Regions from separate parts of the Hordeum vulgare genome. Here region 2 is linked to region 1. A link is a contact called in public Hi-C data. All regions are on one chromosome and are shown on one strand. The core of a region is the stretch at or near the end of the contact, and the rest is flanking DNA. Distances in the headings are between cores, read along the strand shown.

What was found. A called contact is a pair of places that touch in the nucleus more often than the background predicts.
Region 2: a contact with region 1 is called in a Hi-C map of seedling, with 2.4 times the contacts expected there. The contact joins the promoter of LOC123397817 here to the promoter of LOC123395878 in region 1. A contact is called at or near these places in 2 of 6 Hi-C or Micro-C datasets (leaf and seedling) and 1 of 1 datasets of contacts at active chromatin or transcription factors (embryo).

What each region holds. Positions count from the first base shown.
Region 1 is chr5H:418,773,532-418,781,199 of MorexV3_pseudomolecules_assembly, reverse strand. LOC123395878 (AUGMIN subunit 5) reads left to right here and starts at 4,274. Exons shown (of 10, transcript XM_045090909.1): 1 at 4,274-4,958; 2 at 7,020-7,568. The coding sequence starts at 4,510.
Region 2 is chr5H:419,038,433-419,046,100 of MorexV3_pseudomolecules_assembly, reverse strand. It overlaps LOC123397817 (protein ELF4-LIKE 4-like), which reads right to left and starts at 3,999. Exons shown (of 1, transcript XM_045092350.1): 1 at 2,903-3,999. The coding sequence starts at 3,509. The coding sequence ends at 3,147. LOC123397818 (a long non-coding RNA gene) reads right to left here and starts at 5,450. Exons shown (of 3, transcript XR_006610026.1): 1 at 5,067-5,450; 2 at 4,893-4,990; 3 at 1,492-1,834.

The DNA.
Region 1 (7,668 bases), core at 3,025-5,524:
AATGGATTACTGGACATCGGTCAAAAGTTATCCTTAGTAGCGGACTAAGGAATTTTTCTCGATTATGGAGTTGATAAAAGAGTTCATCGTAAAGGGTTACGTTGATGCAAGGTTTGACACTAATCCGGATAACTCTTAGTAGTAAATCGGATTCGTATAGTGGAGCAGTCATTTAGGATAGTTCCAAATGGCGTGTGGTAACAACATCTATAGGATAAAGTAGAGATTTGTAAATACACACACATCTGAAAGGTTCAGACCCGTTGACTAAAACCTCTCCCACAAGCAAGACATGATCGAACCCTAGAACCGTATGGGTGTTAGATTCATTACAATCACATAGTGATGTGAACTAGATTATTGACTCTAGTGCAAGTGGGAGACTGTTGGAAATATGCCCAAGAGGCAATAATAAATTGGTTATTATTATATTTCCTTGTTCATAATAAATGTTTATTATCCATGCTAGAATTGTATTGATTGGAAACTCAAATACATGTGTGGATACATAGGCAACACACTGTCCCTACTGAGCCTCTAGTTGACTAGCTCGTTGATCAAAGATGGTCAAGGTTTCCTGGCCATAGACAAGTGTTGTCACTTGATAACGGGGTCACATCATTAGGAGAATGATGTGATGGACAAGATCCAAACTATAAACGTAGCATATGATCGTGTCATTCTGTTGCTATTGTTTTCTACATGTCAAGTATACATTCCTATGACCATGAGATCATGTAACTCACTGACATCGGAGGAATGCCTTGTGTGTATCAAATGTCGCAACAATACTGGGTGACTATAAAGGTACTCTACAGGCATCTCCGAAGGTGTCCGTTGAGTTAGCATGAATCAAGACTGGGATTTGTCACTCCGTGTGACGGAGAGGTATCTCGGGGCCCACTCAACAATACAACATCACAAACAAGCCTTGTAAGCAATGTGACTAAAGAGTTAGCCACGGGATTTTGTATTACGGAACGAGTAAAGAGACTTGTCGGTAACGAGATTGAAATAGATATGGCGATACCGACGATCGAATCTCGGGCAAGTAACACACCGAAGGACAAAGGGAATGATATACGGGATTGTGTGAATCCTTGTCATAGAGGTTCAACCGATAAGATCTTCGTAGAATATGTAGGATCCAATATGGATGTCCAGGTCCCGCTATTGGATATTGACCGGAGAGTGTCTCAGTCATGTCTACATAGTTCTCGAACCCGCAGGGTCTGCGCACTTAAGATTCGGTGATGTTTTCGGTATAGTTGAATTATTGATGTTGGTAACCGAATGTTGTTCGGAGTCCCGGATGGGATCCAAGACATCACGAGGAGTTCTGGAATGGTCCGGAAACGAAGATTGATATATAGGAAGTTGGTATTTGGATTCCGGAAAGGTTTCGGGCATTACTGGTAGTGTGTCGGGAGTGACGAATGGGTTCCGAGGGTCCACCTAGTGGGCCCACCACTCCCTGAGAGGGCCACATGGACTTTGGGGTGGAGCAATAGCCCTTGGTGGGCTGGCCAATCAACCAAAGAAGGCCCATGAGGAAAGTGGTGGAAAATCCAAAAGAGCTGGACAAGTGGGAGAGGAGTCCTCCTCCAAGTGGAATTAGAGGAGGATTCTTCCCTCCTTGCTTCGGCCGAGCCAAGGGAGGCTTCCCTTGGTGGGCAAGCCTTATCCCTCCTTCCTCCTATATATACTAGAGTTTTTGAGGGTTTTTGCACAGAATTTTCAGCCACGTCCTACCCTCTCCTCTAGATCGTAGTTCTTCCTCTAGATCAGTTTTCAGCGGCGCTTAGGCGAAGCCCTGCTGGAATAGATCGATCACCATCGCCGGCATGCCGTCATGCTACCGGAGAATTCATTTACCTCCCCGTCTCTCTTGCTGGATCAAGAAGGCGGAGATCGTCATCGAGTTGTACGTGTGCTGAACGCGGAGGTGCCGTCCGTTCGGCACTAGATCGGGATGGATCGTGATGGGATCGCGGGACGGATCATGATGAGATCGTGGTATGGGCTGCGATTTGGATCGTAGAGATGTTCCACTACATCAACTGCGTTATATACGCTTCCGCTTAGCGATCTACAAAGGTATGTAGATTCACTCTCCCCTCTCGTAGATGATCATCACCATAGATAGGTATTGCGTGTGCGTAGGATTTTTTTTGTTTACCATGCAATGTTCCCCTACAGAGTGTTGGTCCACCCACATAGCAGTCGGCGGTGCCACCTTGGGGCAACTCGAGGCGTCTGGCTATCGTCCACTTTGCATAGACGGTTGATGCCCGTAGATAGAGAGCGCGCGGCTCTTGATGCAGATTTGGCTCACCGAGTGGCCTTGCTGGACTTGTTTTACTCTTCTCGAACGTCTTGTGCGAGGGATACCGAGGATACTTTGGACTGTCTCGAGGTTGAGGTTTTCCAATAGGAACCCGAGGAGATCATGGGTTTCCCTGATCGAGGTCATTCCATCACAGTGTGTGGTAGTTTGTGATGGACTAGTTGGAGCACCCCTGAAGGGTTAAATCTTTCAGGAAGCCGTGCCCGCAGTTATGTGGCAACGTGGACACTTTGTCTAACATCCGGTTCTAGATGACCTGAAGTAAACTTAATTCAAACTTACCAACTGAGTGCATAACCGTGACTGTCTCTTTCGAGAGCTCCTTGTCCGATCAAGGACACGGTGTGGTTATGTTTGACGTAAGTAGGTGTTCAGGATCATTCATTTGATCATTATTAGTTCACGTCCGCTATGCGTGGATCACCCCCTCTTAATCTTGTACTCGTAAGTTAGCCACCTCAAATAAATGCTTAGTCGCTTGCTACAACCTCACCACTTAATCAAACCTCACCCATTAAGCTTTGCTAGTCTTGATACCTTTGAAAATGAGATTGCTGAGTGCGTGTGGCTCACAGATTACTACAACACCAGTTGCAGGTACAGGTAAAGAGTTACTTTGACGTGAGCGCGATGATTGTTCGATTTGGAGTTTCTTCTTCTTCTTCTTCTTCTTCTTCTTCTTCGATCTAGGTTGGGTTCCAGACTGGCAGCCTGGGATAACAAGGATGGACGTCGTTCTTTTATCGTTTGTTTTCGTCCGTAGTCGGACCCTGCTCTTCTTCATGGTGATTGTATATTGTTGTATTGATGTGACTCTGATGTAGCTTGTGGCGGGTGTAAGTCAATTCCATATACTCATATATTCTGTACATGTACTTATAACGATATCCATCCTTGTGAAACGACGAGATGCGTTTCTATCCCTGTCGAGGCTCTCGTGCCAAAATAAGGATATGATCGCATCTTGTGTGTTACAGATTGGGCCTCTCCAACGCACGTGAAACACACACACGCGTGCGATGCCTCATGAGACGAACCAGAGACGCAACGCAATGCCTCACGGGACAAACCTGGACCAGAGGCGCAGCACAACCCTAGCGCTCTTAGCGCAGCGACGGCGGTGGTTGGTCGTGACCAGGCGAGTGACCGAGAGGGCAGCCGGTGACGACAACGGCAGCAAGCGGTAGCGGTAACAAGCGACAACGACGACAGCAAGGGCGGCGAGGGCAGCAACAAGCGGTTGCGGCAAGCACGAGCGGGCGGCGGCAGAAAGCGACGGCCATAGCAAGCCTTTGGTGTTGAGGATTTCCTCGTAGTTCAAAGGGCCTTCTCATCAATAAAAATCATCAAGGCTGAGTTGCGCAGCAAGATGACAGATGGTTGATTTAATGACTTAATGGTTTGTTATATTGAAGCGAGCGATCTTCAAAAGTATCGATCTTGCTAAAATTAAGGAAGATTTTTAAAATAAAGGTAGGACATTGCCATTACCTGGGTCTTCTACACGTCATTAAAAGTTTCATTATCAGTATGTTTTAGGTTGTTTTTCTACTGAAACATGTCTACATTTTCATTGTATTTGACTTTTCATTTGTATTGTGTATTGACTTTTTCGATTTACATCAAAATATTTTTTTCTTAAGACTTCGCCACATCTTAATTTTTTTCCGTCCTCCGCCTTTGCATATATATGTTCCACATCGTATATGGAAATATTAGAAGCTGCACATCTCATTTATCGGCTATGTGATGTGATTGCGCACCTACACGGAAACGGTGGTACTCGAACAAACATTCTCGCTGCTGTATTTCGTTTTGGTTTGGTACTTCGGTCGCGCTTATGAACACGGTTCGTCCGAATAACATTTCGAAACACTGGACCACCCTCGGGCTTCGCCTCTCTCTCCCCTCTTGGCCTCTTCGAAGTTCGGACGTCCGTCACGGGGAGCTCGTCCATTTGCTGCCCGCGACGACCAAACACAGCCGTCCTGCGCCGGCGCCGTGACCAGGCTCCGTAACGCCGTCCGTCCCTCCACAAAGATCCAAACGAGAGCCCAGGAGAAAGTTTCAAAAAAACCACTCCCACTCCCTCCCTCCCTCCACTACCCCAGCCCCTCGTCGTCAGATCGGGTGCCTAGGGTTTCCCCTCCGGCCGGCCGGCGATGCCCGCCTCCTCCGTCTCCGGCAGCACCGGCCCCGGCGGCGTATCGCCCGACGCCATCATCGAGTGGCTGCAGGACGAGATGGGCTACCCCTCCGCGCCCCCCGCGCCGGAGCAGCTGCGCAAGATCTGCCGCGGCAACATGCTCCCCGTCTGGTCTTTCCTCCTCCGCCGGGTCCGCTCCGAGCGCACGGTCGCCACGGCGCGCCGGAACATCCTCGTCCACGGCGTCGCGGCCAGGCGGGCGCGGGAGGGGGGCGTCGGGGCGGGCGGGGGCGACGCGGCTGCCAGGGAGGCCGAGGCCAGGGAGCGCGACCTCGCCGCCGAGGAGGCCGAGCGGCTGCGCGGGGTCGTGCGGAGGCAGCGCAAGGAGCTGCGCGCCCGCATCGCGGAGGTCGCTCGCGAGGAGGCCGAACGCAAGCGTGTGTTGGGCGAGCGCTCCAATGCCAGGTACCCAAACAACGGTGGAATTAGGGGTCACCAACTATCTGCGGTTTGATTTGATGATTCTATTGGAAATATGGGGATTCAATTCATGCTACATTTTAGTTTTCACCTTTGCTGCTTGCTGTATTTACTGATAGGAATGCCTGAAAATCGTCCGACTTAGTACCAACTGACTGTCAATACTTCACTGACGCTAGTAGAAATACATGAAAATACTCCCGATAGAATTGCTTGAAACTGTCAACCTTATCGGATTTTGATGGGAACAAGGTTTGATATATTAGAGGGGATGTTCAGGTTGATGCCGCCCAGAAGATCTACACGTAGTAGGCACGGGGATTATATTCACGCTATATTGTGATTTTTGCTTTTGCACCTTGCTAATTTTATTGGTAAACTTGCCTGAAAATATAGGACCTGTAAATTTACTACTGTCACTACTTTACTTGGAAGTGTCACTCTTGAATCTTGAGTTGAGTTTAATGGGATCAAGGATTGATTTATTTGAAGGGATGCCACACAGAAGACTAACATATAGTAGAACCACTAAGCATGGGTAGAGTTTATGGCCACTCTAAATACTGTTCCATCAATAAAATGCCATTAGCTCTATTTTCTATCAACTTCTAAAGCTTCTTCATGTGCTACAAAGACTCTAGCGACCAATCTGTTTGAGAGTTTCAATGCTAATAGGTATATTGTGTTGCAGTATAGAATGTGTTTGTATCCCTAGGTTCTCTTGCTTAGCTAAAGGGCAGCCCGGTGCACGTAGCTCCCGCTTGCGCAGGGTCCGGGTCCGACCGCTTTGGGTCTATATAGTACGCAGCCTTTCCCTACATTTCTGCAAGAGACTGTTTCGAGGACTCAAACCCTCACCTCATGGTCCCAAGGCGACAGCTTTACCGCTGCGCCAAGTCTCCCGTTCCTTCTCTTGCTTAGCTAGGCTAGATAAAACTGGCTCATCTGGGCATAGCCAAGAAAAGCAAGGCCACTTTGTTTTGGTTAGTGACTGGCAAACCACGATGTGCATGGTGATTGGAGGCTGGTGCAACAGCACTCTGTTACCTTGGCCATGTGAGAGAGCCAATTCAGCCAATCTTCGACGGCAAATATTTTTATTTCGGTTAGTAGGAATCTAGCCAAGCAAAGCAGGCCTCTCCTGATGTTACCAAATAGTCACCCTTGCCCAGCATTGGTAGGAGATTGCTAGCCTCAGAACCAAACCCACCCTTAGCAGATCTGGTGATTGAAAATGCACAAATTGTGGAAGGACCAGGCTATGATTTGCATCACAGTTATAAATTGATACCTGATTGGTTGATTGTGAGATCAGAAGGCCTTCCTGCTCTATTTAAATAATAACATAATAAGCTTGCGGAAAAATTCTGCATGTTCAAGTATAGGAGCATAAAACATACCCTTATTGCTACACTGCTGTTTATACTTACGTATGGTTGTATTGTAGGCTTGTAGCTACCTTTTTGTTTCTTCCCCTATTCCCGGTACAAGCCGAATTTCTAATTTCAATTGCAATACAGTGATTTAATTCATGAGATGTGGGTATCTTGATTGGTCCTTTGACCATATTGTAATATTAGTGTGACTGTGAGATAGTTGACATTTCGGTTTTTCTTGATTAGCATAATAGTGATGTATTGCATATCATAAATGGTATTTGCATTTTGTTTATGTGCAGAAAATATATTTATTCAACTATACTCATCTTTCGGTGTTTATAAATGTATGTGGCCTAAACGTTGATTGTGCACTACCAGGTAGGACGCAGGCTCCTTGCAGCCACACTTTTATACAAGCAACTGCATCAATGTCATTTATGTATGATATAAACGTTTTCTAGGTTAGATCTGGTATAAACCTGCAAATGTGAAGAATTTCTAAAATTCATTTTGCCACACTGTTCTATTATTTGTTCAGAAGAGATCAGAGCAATTTTTCATGTGGAACTGCTTTTTGCTCCACTGCTTTGATGTTTCCGAATGATCTTCCGCAACTTTAGCCTGACTGACAGATAGTAAAATAACAATTCCATGTTTTTGACTTTAGGCACAAACAAGTTATGCTCGAGGCATATGATCAGCAATGTGACGAAGCTTGCAAAATATTTGCTGAATACCAGCGACGTCTGCATCACTTTGTTAACCAAGCAAGAGATGTGCGAAGATCAAGTATAGGTGTGGCTGGATCTGTAGATGCTGTTGAGGAGATGCAATTGCAGAGCGAGCGAGAGGACCTGTACTCAACTGTCAAAAATAACAGGTTATCAGAAGATCTCGTCTTTGTAGAGACCTCACGTGAAAGGAGTATTCGGAAGGCATGTGAAACTCTTGCTGCAGATATGGTGGAAATGATTCGGAGTTCATTTCCAGCTTTTGAAGGGAATGGTATTAATTCGAGTTGCCAGATAGATGTGGCAAAGCTGGGCACTGATTTGGATGGTGAAATACCAGCAGATGTGAAAGCTGTGGCATTAGATTCCCTAAAGAATCCTTCCTTGTTACTGCAATCGGTCAATAGTTATACATCACGCATGAAAATGCTTGTACATAAAGAAACAGATAAGATTGACATACGTGCTGATGCAGAACTCTTGAGGTACTATCCTGTTTTCCCCCCTCCATTTGTTCTTTTCCCATTCCAATAACAGACATGTAAGAGTTAAATGTTCCTGCCACACAATGATGACTTGGTGGAC
Region 2 (7,668 bases), core at 2,750-5,249, 270 kb before region 1:
GAAGTCAAATGTATTCAGTAAAATCTGAATCTGACTCTAGCAGTCTAGTCGTAACACAAAGCTTTCTTAATTGGGTCTTTGTTTAATGATGAGTTCATGACCCTTACTATGCCTTGCTTGAACCAGAAATGCCAGCTAAAGAACATGGATATGAGTAGGCCCATCGGCGAGAAGTGCACAATCGAGGAACAAGTCTTGTTTATTTATTTTTCGTTTGAATCGCAAAAGTTTGGAGTAGTTTATACTAAATTATCAATGATGATATGTAATATGTGCTGAATTATCACAAAAGTTCTTGCTTATATATCCTAGTGTTGTATTCAAATGCTATGTTGGACACCATTTTTTGTATGATTATCAAGGATTTTTGTTTATCTTGTTATACGGTGCATATCAATTTTGTATGGTTATCTAGGATGTTTTTTTTGTTAAAATTGATGGGTCATTAATAACTGAACCAAACTCCCCTTTTAGTTTGAGAGAACCAAATGAGTTTGAAGAGAAGGGGTTTGACATGGATGAGCTATGCAGTGGATTGGTGACAGGCAGGGAACAATTCGATCCCCTAGTGGATTAGTTCCACTAGGGGATTAGTTCCCCTGGAACCAAATAAGGCCTTAGGGAGAAGTTGTGCTTTCATTGTGGCAAAAAAATCGAAAAGAAACATACAAATTTTATGCAAAAATTGCACTATGAACACACCCTACTGTAGTTTTTGAGCGGTTCCTGGTTACGAAGCACACTGTGGTACCAGCCGCCACCCTTTCGCCAAGGTCTTTGGCGGTAGGTGTGTAACCCTATCGATTTTTTTGACTAACTCCAGGTTACAGAGCCTTACACAGGCACCACGAGGCACCCTACCCCAGGAGGCCTTGGTGGTAGGGTCTTACAACATACCGCTGCAAGTCCTCGCGATAGACCCACACGCCACGTCAACCTTGGTCCGTTAGTTGACGGTGGATGCCATTCAACCTACTGCCAGGGCCCTTGGCGGTAGGGTGTGTACAACTACCGCCATCCACCATGATGGTAGGAAAGGGCCAAATCTAAAAAACACTTCAAACTCGGGTCATATCTCGCTAAACTATACTAAAAGGGTCAATACATGAAATTTGGTCGTGCCTGGAGCAAATTGGAGATCCCATAGCCCTTGTCGCGCATCATGTTTTCATTAGGGTGGCCATAATGGGGTTATCTTAATAAGCTAGTATCATGCAGTTGGAACTAGCAAACATGTTGATGTGGGAGACGATTAAAGAAGAAAGAGAAGGTTAAAGTAACGCATGTAGATAACGCATCATATTAAAAGTTGTATTACTATGTGCCATGCATATTAATAAATAAAATCACTTATGATAATATATATTATGAATGTAGTATCATACAATAATATCATATGCATGATATTATTATATGTTCTCTCTTTCAAAATAAGTGTCACAACTTTTTACAAGCTCTAATACAAAACACTTATTTTAGGATGATGGAAGTATGATCTTTTCTCAGTTTTTAAATATATATCTTTTTAGACATTTCACTAAAAAATTACATACAAAATAAAATAAATAAATATATCCTCTAAAATATATCTATATACCAGGTCCATACAGTCACCTCGTCGTCCATCGCGATGCGAAAGACGCACCGCGGCCCGAGATAGCGTGCGGCAAAACGCTTCTGCACGTCTCGTACGCCACTCCACGGCAGTACGTGGCAATCGAGGTCGCGGCGCGGGCTCCCGGCCGATATCCGAACCAAAAGCCGTGCACGGTCAGACGCCGCGATCACGCCACGCCGGCCCTGGGCGGGCGGCTGGACCACCCACCCGATCACCCTGCAATGCGTTAATGCAGACGTTTTTTAGATGGCGTTAATTGCAGGCTTTTCTTTAGATGGCGTTTAGATGGCGTTAAGTGAGTAAGGGAAACCCCGTGGCATTTTATTTTTTTTGGTTTATTCTGGGCCAGCGACTACCGGGCGCGTCTTCGGCTCGCCTTGAAACGGGCGTGCCTGACGAAAACTTTTGGCCGTGCTCTGCTGTCATCCATCGTCTCCGGTTGAGTGATGACAACAGAGTCACGCTCTCTGCTCCATCCTTTGTCATGCCTTTGCGTGGAAAGATTGTTCATGTGTGCGTTACCACAAGAACGGCATGTTTTTACTCCAAAAGGCAGACGTTTTCAGGTTTACAAGGAACTTGCTTCTTTAGACTTCGGCATGTCTGGAACAAAGGAGTTCTTCCTGTTTCTATAGGAACTGAACTATGTGAGTGTGTGGAATTTCCATGTTTCTAGTGAAATAAAAAAGTTTGGTTGAACTGTTTGGTACCCGCAAGTTTTTTTTTTTTAATCAAACATCTAAAACGCAAAGAGTTTCCATGTTTGAGACTAAGCGGTCGGAACAAGAGAATTCCCATGTTTCTATGTACATTGAACTGTGGAAGCGAGGAATTTCCAAGTTTCTATGGAAATCGGCCCGAATGAAACACGGGAATTTTCATTTTCTATGAAAGGTGAATTTATGGTTCTGAAAAGGAATCATAAGATTCATAACTTCTGCAGGATTGGAGCGTTACTCCGAATGTTGCAAAGCTATCTTGCTTCCTGAAAAAAAAAAGTTGCACCCTTTGAAGTTAAGGTTAGCCAGTCTACAAAGCAGAATTTTCTGAAGATCCAAATAAAAGCACATGATGATGAAGAAGATGTGTGAAGGAGATCCATCATGGATCAGATTCTTGTACTTGATCCCTGATGATGAGCAGTAGCACTGTAGCAGTAGCAGGATCGCTTCTCTCTCCTCTCACCAACCGACTTCACAGGACAAAGCAATCATTCCATCCGATCTGGCCTCAAAGACACCAGCGCCAGTAGGCCATACAACACACAACACAAACACAGATACATACTGATACAGCCACACAACTGCTGCCTGCATCTTTGTTTCATCTCATCTCTGACGACAAGCTGCCCATGTCCATATTCTCAGCTCAACGCTAAAACTTAAAAAGAAAGCGAAGAAGAAGAAAAAAAAAAAGGAAGTCTCAAATCTGCCCGCTGCTGCTGAGGCTGAGCCCTGGCCATGGCCAGGGCCACAGAAGAAATCTAAATCTGAACAGGGGAGAAGAGGGCGCCCATGGTCTGCCTCCTCTACTGTGTGGGGCGCGGCCTCTTGTAGGCCCCCTTGGCGGCGTCGGAGGCAGCGGGGGCGGAGCCGTTGGTGAGGGAGCTGGAAAAGGAGCAGGAGAGGGCGTTGTAGAGGTCGACGACGCGGGCGATGTTGCTGTTGAGCTCGCGGATGAGGGCGACGTTGCGGCTGAGGCCGCCGGCCTCGAGGGACTCCTGGTTCTGGGTGATCTCCTGGATCAGAATCCGGTTCTTCTCCAGGATCACCTGCACCTCCGCGAAGCTCCGCTGCAGCGCCTGCACCGCCCTCCCGTTCGCCGCGCCGTTGCCCATCCCCTCGGCGGCTCCTCCGTTCGGAACCACCTCCCGGCCGCTGCTGTTCTCCATCCTCCCTGCCCCGCTCGCCCTGATCTGATTCTGCGTGCGGGAGGAAGATGGATATCGGGGAGGGGAGGGGAGGGGAGGGGGTCGTCACGCAGGGGACGAGAGAGCGAGACAAGGCGGACGGAGGAAGGGATTTGGGGGGAGAATATATCGGGGTCAGGGGGCAGGGAGAGAGATGTGTGCTACGACCTGCTGAGTCTGAGATCCTTCGACGTGGGATGAAGAGCGCTGTAATTTAGGGGGAAAGTGCCGAGATTGCTTTCCTTCGCTTTTCCCCTGGTTCCCCACGGCTTATCTTGGCAATTTTCTCTCGATATATTTTGTGGGGCCTCTCCTCCTAACACTGGTTTTGGATTTCCATGGCTTGTTTGCCATAGAGTGTGCTCGAGAAAGGATAATTGTGGTTGATAATATGAGGGAGGATACCAGCCATGCGTTGCATCGTTCCTCGAGGTACTTACCGCCCGGATCCTTCGTAATTTGCCCAAGCTATCTAGCTATCCTGGCTCCCACATGGAGAAGGAAGAAAGGGGATGTCCCAAGTTTTCAAGCCAACATTACATAATAAGATTAAAGTTAACTTATAAACATACCATTGATTATCGGTGTCATTTCCACATTTGTGGGCCAAGGCAACGAAGGAAGGATGGAAGATGGGAGCTCACCATTGGCCGAAAGAGATAATGAGAGATCGGATCTAGCCATGAACCGGAGGAAGAATGAGAAACCAAATCAAATAACATGAACAATGGTAGAAAGATGCTTGAACCTCACCATAAAAGTGATGGGGAGAAGGGCGGGCGCCTAGATCTAACCATTCACAGGATGAGTGCATCCTTTGTGGTTGACGATACTAGATCTAAACATGGGCATGATATGGAGATCGGATCTGACCATTAATGACTATTGGTGGTACTAAATCTAGATAATGGAGGACAAGGAAGACGTCGATAATGTTTCACCAACTCAACAAGGGCGGGTCGGTACTTCACAGGATGGTCGACGAGATAGAAGGGGGATGTGATAGCTTGTTAGCCATAATCCCCTCGATAATCTTTCTCTTGCACTGAAACTATGCATTGACTGTGGTCAATAAAGGATAAACGAGGCCGATAATGTGAAGGAGGGTTCCTCGCAAAAAAAAAGATAATGCGAAGGAGGGTAGTTGTCATGTGTTGCTTTGTTCCTCGAGGTACTCATGGAGATATATCAAGAAATAGGAAAGTAATGACCAATTTTCACAGCAAATTCTTACCGCTAGGATCCTTTGTAATTTGCCCACGCTATCTAGATGTCATGGCTCCCACATGGAGAAGAAAGAATGGGATGACCCAAGTTTTGAAGCAAACATTACATCATAAGAACAAAATAAATACATGAACATACCATAGATTGTCGGGTGTTGTTTCCACATCTGTTAGCAAGACAACGAAGGAAGATCGGACTTGTCCATGGAACGAAGAAGGAATGGTGAGAGATCAGATCTGGCCATGGAACCATGAAAGAATGAGAGTTGAATTAGATAATGTCAACAATGGTAGAAAGATGCTTGAACCTGACCGCAGAGGCGATGGGGAGAAGGGCAAGCACCTAGATCTAGCCATCGAGAGGATGAAGGCATCCCGTGTTATTGATGAGACCAGATCTGAACGCGGGGATGACATGAAGACCAAATCTATCTCTCAAGAGTATGAATGTATCCTCTGTTACCGATGAGACCAGATCTGAGTGTGGGGATGGCATGGAGTCTAGATCTAGCCATTAGCGACTCCTTGCGGTACCAGATCTAGATACATGGAGGACAGAGAAGACGTCGACGGTGTTTCACAAGTGAACAGGAGAGGGTTAATACTTCGGAGGATGGTTGACAGGATAGAAGGGGGATGTGATGTTTTCAAGAGGGGAGTGGCATACTAAGAGGGGTGAGCCATGGCGGAGGAGAACTCTTTGGGGGTGAAATATTATTTGTGTGAGTGTCTTCCATCTTTATTTGTAGAGGCATGTCCAAATTCCAACACGTGGTTTATATGTATAGTTTATTTTTTTGGTCGTCAGGCGTATACAAATTAATCCATCAATGCTTTGTGTTATGTGTTGTCTTGGGTAATTAGGAAAGGGACAACCCCAAGCAACATTATAAAATAAAACTAATGAAGACAATACTTTTGAATGTCGCCGCACTGTTAGCAGAGAGAAAGAAGGATGAGAGGATGTATCCACCCATGGAAAATTGAATGTGAAGGACTGGGTCTAACCACGACAATATCGAAACAAGAACTAGTATCGTCTCGTGAATGTTGAAGTAAGGATAAACCTCCCGATCTAGCTATCAAGAGAACGAGGCACGTGACTCAACAAAAAAACACATCCAGGATGATACACATTTGTCATATCTAGTAGATCACTTTTCTGTCACCCATGTACATCTGTGACGGTTTTATGACTAGTGGGCCCTTGGGCCTCATCTACTGCCAAGAACATATAGTAGGCCCTATGGGTATGTCTCCTTATAAATGGTTTATGAAAAAGTATGGCATCTACCTCTTGAGTTAGAACATAAAGCTTATTTGGCAATTAAAGAACTCAACTATCATTTCAAACTTGCTGGAGAAAGGAGGTTATTTGATATTAGCTAATTAGATGAAAATGCCAAACTATTCAAAGAAAAAGTTAAAAGATGGCATGAAAAAAGAATCCAAAAGCGACAACTCAAAGTTGGTGAATATGTTCTATTGTACAATTCTTGCCTTAGAATTTTTGCAGGAAAACTTGTTTCCAAATGGGAAGGACCATATATCATCGAAGAAGTTTATCGTTCTGGAGCTATTAAGATCAATAATCCTGAAGGCACTAACCCGAAGGTGGTCAATAGACGAAGAATAAAGCACTATATTTCAGGTACACCTATTAATGTTGAAGCAAATACTATTTAAACCATGACACCAGAGGAATACATAAAGGAGACCTTCCAAAACACTCTAGAACCCTTAAAAGGAAGAGGTATGTGATACGGTAAGTAAACGAGCTCCGAAAAATCCACAAAAATAATTTCTATTAGTTTTGGAATATTACAAAAAATAGAAAATTAATAAACACACGGGAAGGCAAGCTAGGTGCCCACTAGGCACGAGGGCGCACCATCCCCTGGCGCCGTGGTGGGTAGTGGGCCCCTCGAGCACCTTCCTAGCTCTGTTTTCTTGTAGGACAAGTATTTCCTTGTATCAAAATTCTTTATATATATCTCCGGATGATTTGACCTCTGCACCATGGAGAAATCTTTTGTTCTTGTTTCATGTTGTTTTTCTGTCAAAACTATCAAGCGAGGCATCATGTCTTCTCCCTCCTCCAACCGCGTAGAAGAGGATGCTTGGCTAATGAAGATGTAACTGAAGAAGGGGGAACCAGTAGAAGCCACCAAAGAGAACAAGGGTGAGGAAGTCAAGGGGGGCAAGCTCGAGAAGAGGAGCAGGCCATGCTTGCAAAAGAAGAGGAGGAAGAAGATTACCTCGAACCCTACTATGAGCATCTCACTCCCATTGAATATGAAGCCTTTAGAGCCTTCGAAATGGTTCATGTTCAGAATAAATATCTTACTCATGAAAATATTTTGTTAAAGGAGCAAAACATCGGCCTCCGGAGCATTATTCGTTGATTGGAGAACCTCTTGAGGCTACATTGTGACGCTACGTCACCAGCACCACCTTCATATTCCTCACCAAAGGAGACTTGAGTAGACGGGTATGGGCACTCCCCTTGGCTTGTGCCAAGCTTGGGGGATGTGCCTCGGTATCTGATACGTCTCAAACGTATCTATAATTTTTGATTGTTTCATGCTATTATCTTGTCATCTTTGGATGTTTTATGTACCTTTTATATCTTTTTTGGGACTAACTTATTAATTCAGTGCCAAGTGCTAGTTCCCGTTTTTCTGTGTTTTTGGCTCTTTTCAGATCTGATTTTGGAACGGAGTCCAAACGGAATAAAATCCCCGAAATGATTTTTCCCGAACGGAAGAAGATCAGGGGGCTTGTGGGCCAAGCCAGGAGGGCTACAGGGAGCCCACAAGCTCCCCCTCCGCCACCAGGGGGTGGCGGTGGGCAGGCTTGTGGCCTCCCTGGCGCCCCCTGACCTAGATCTTGCGCCTATATATTCCCTAAAAATA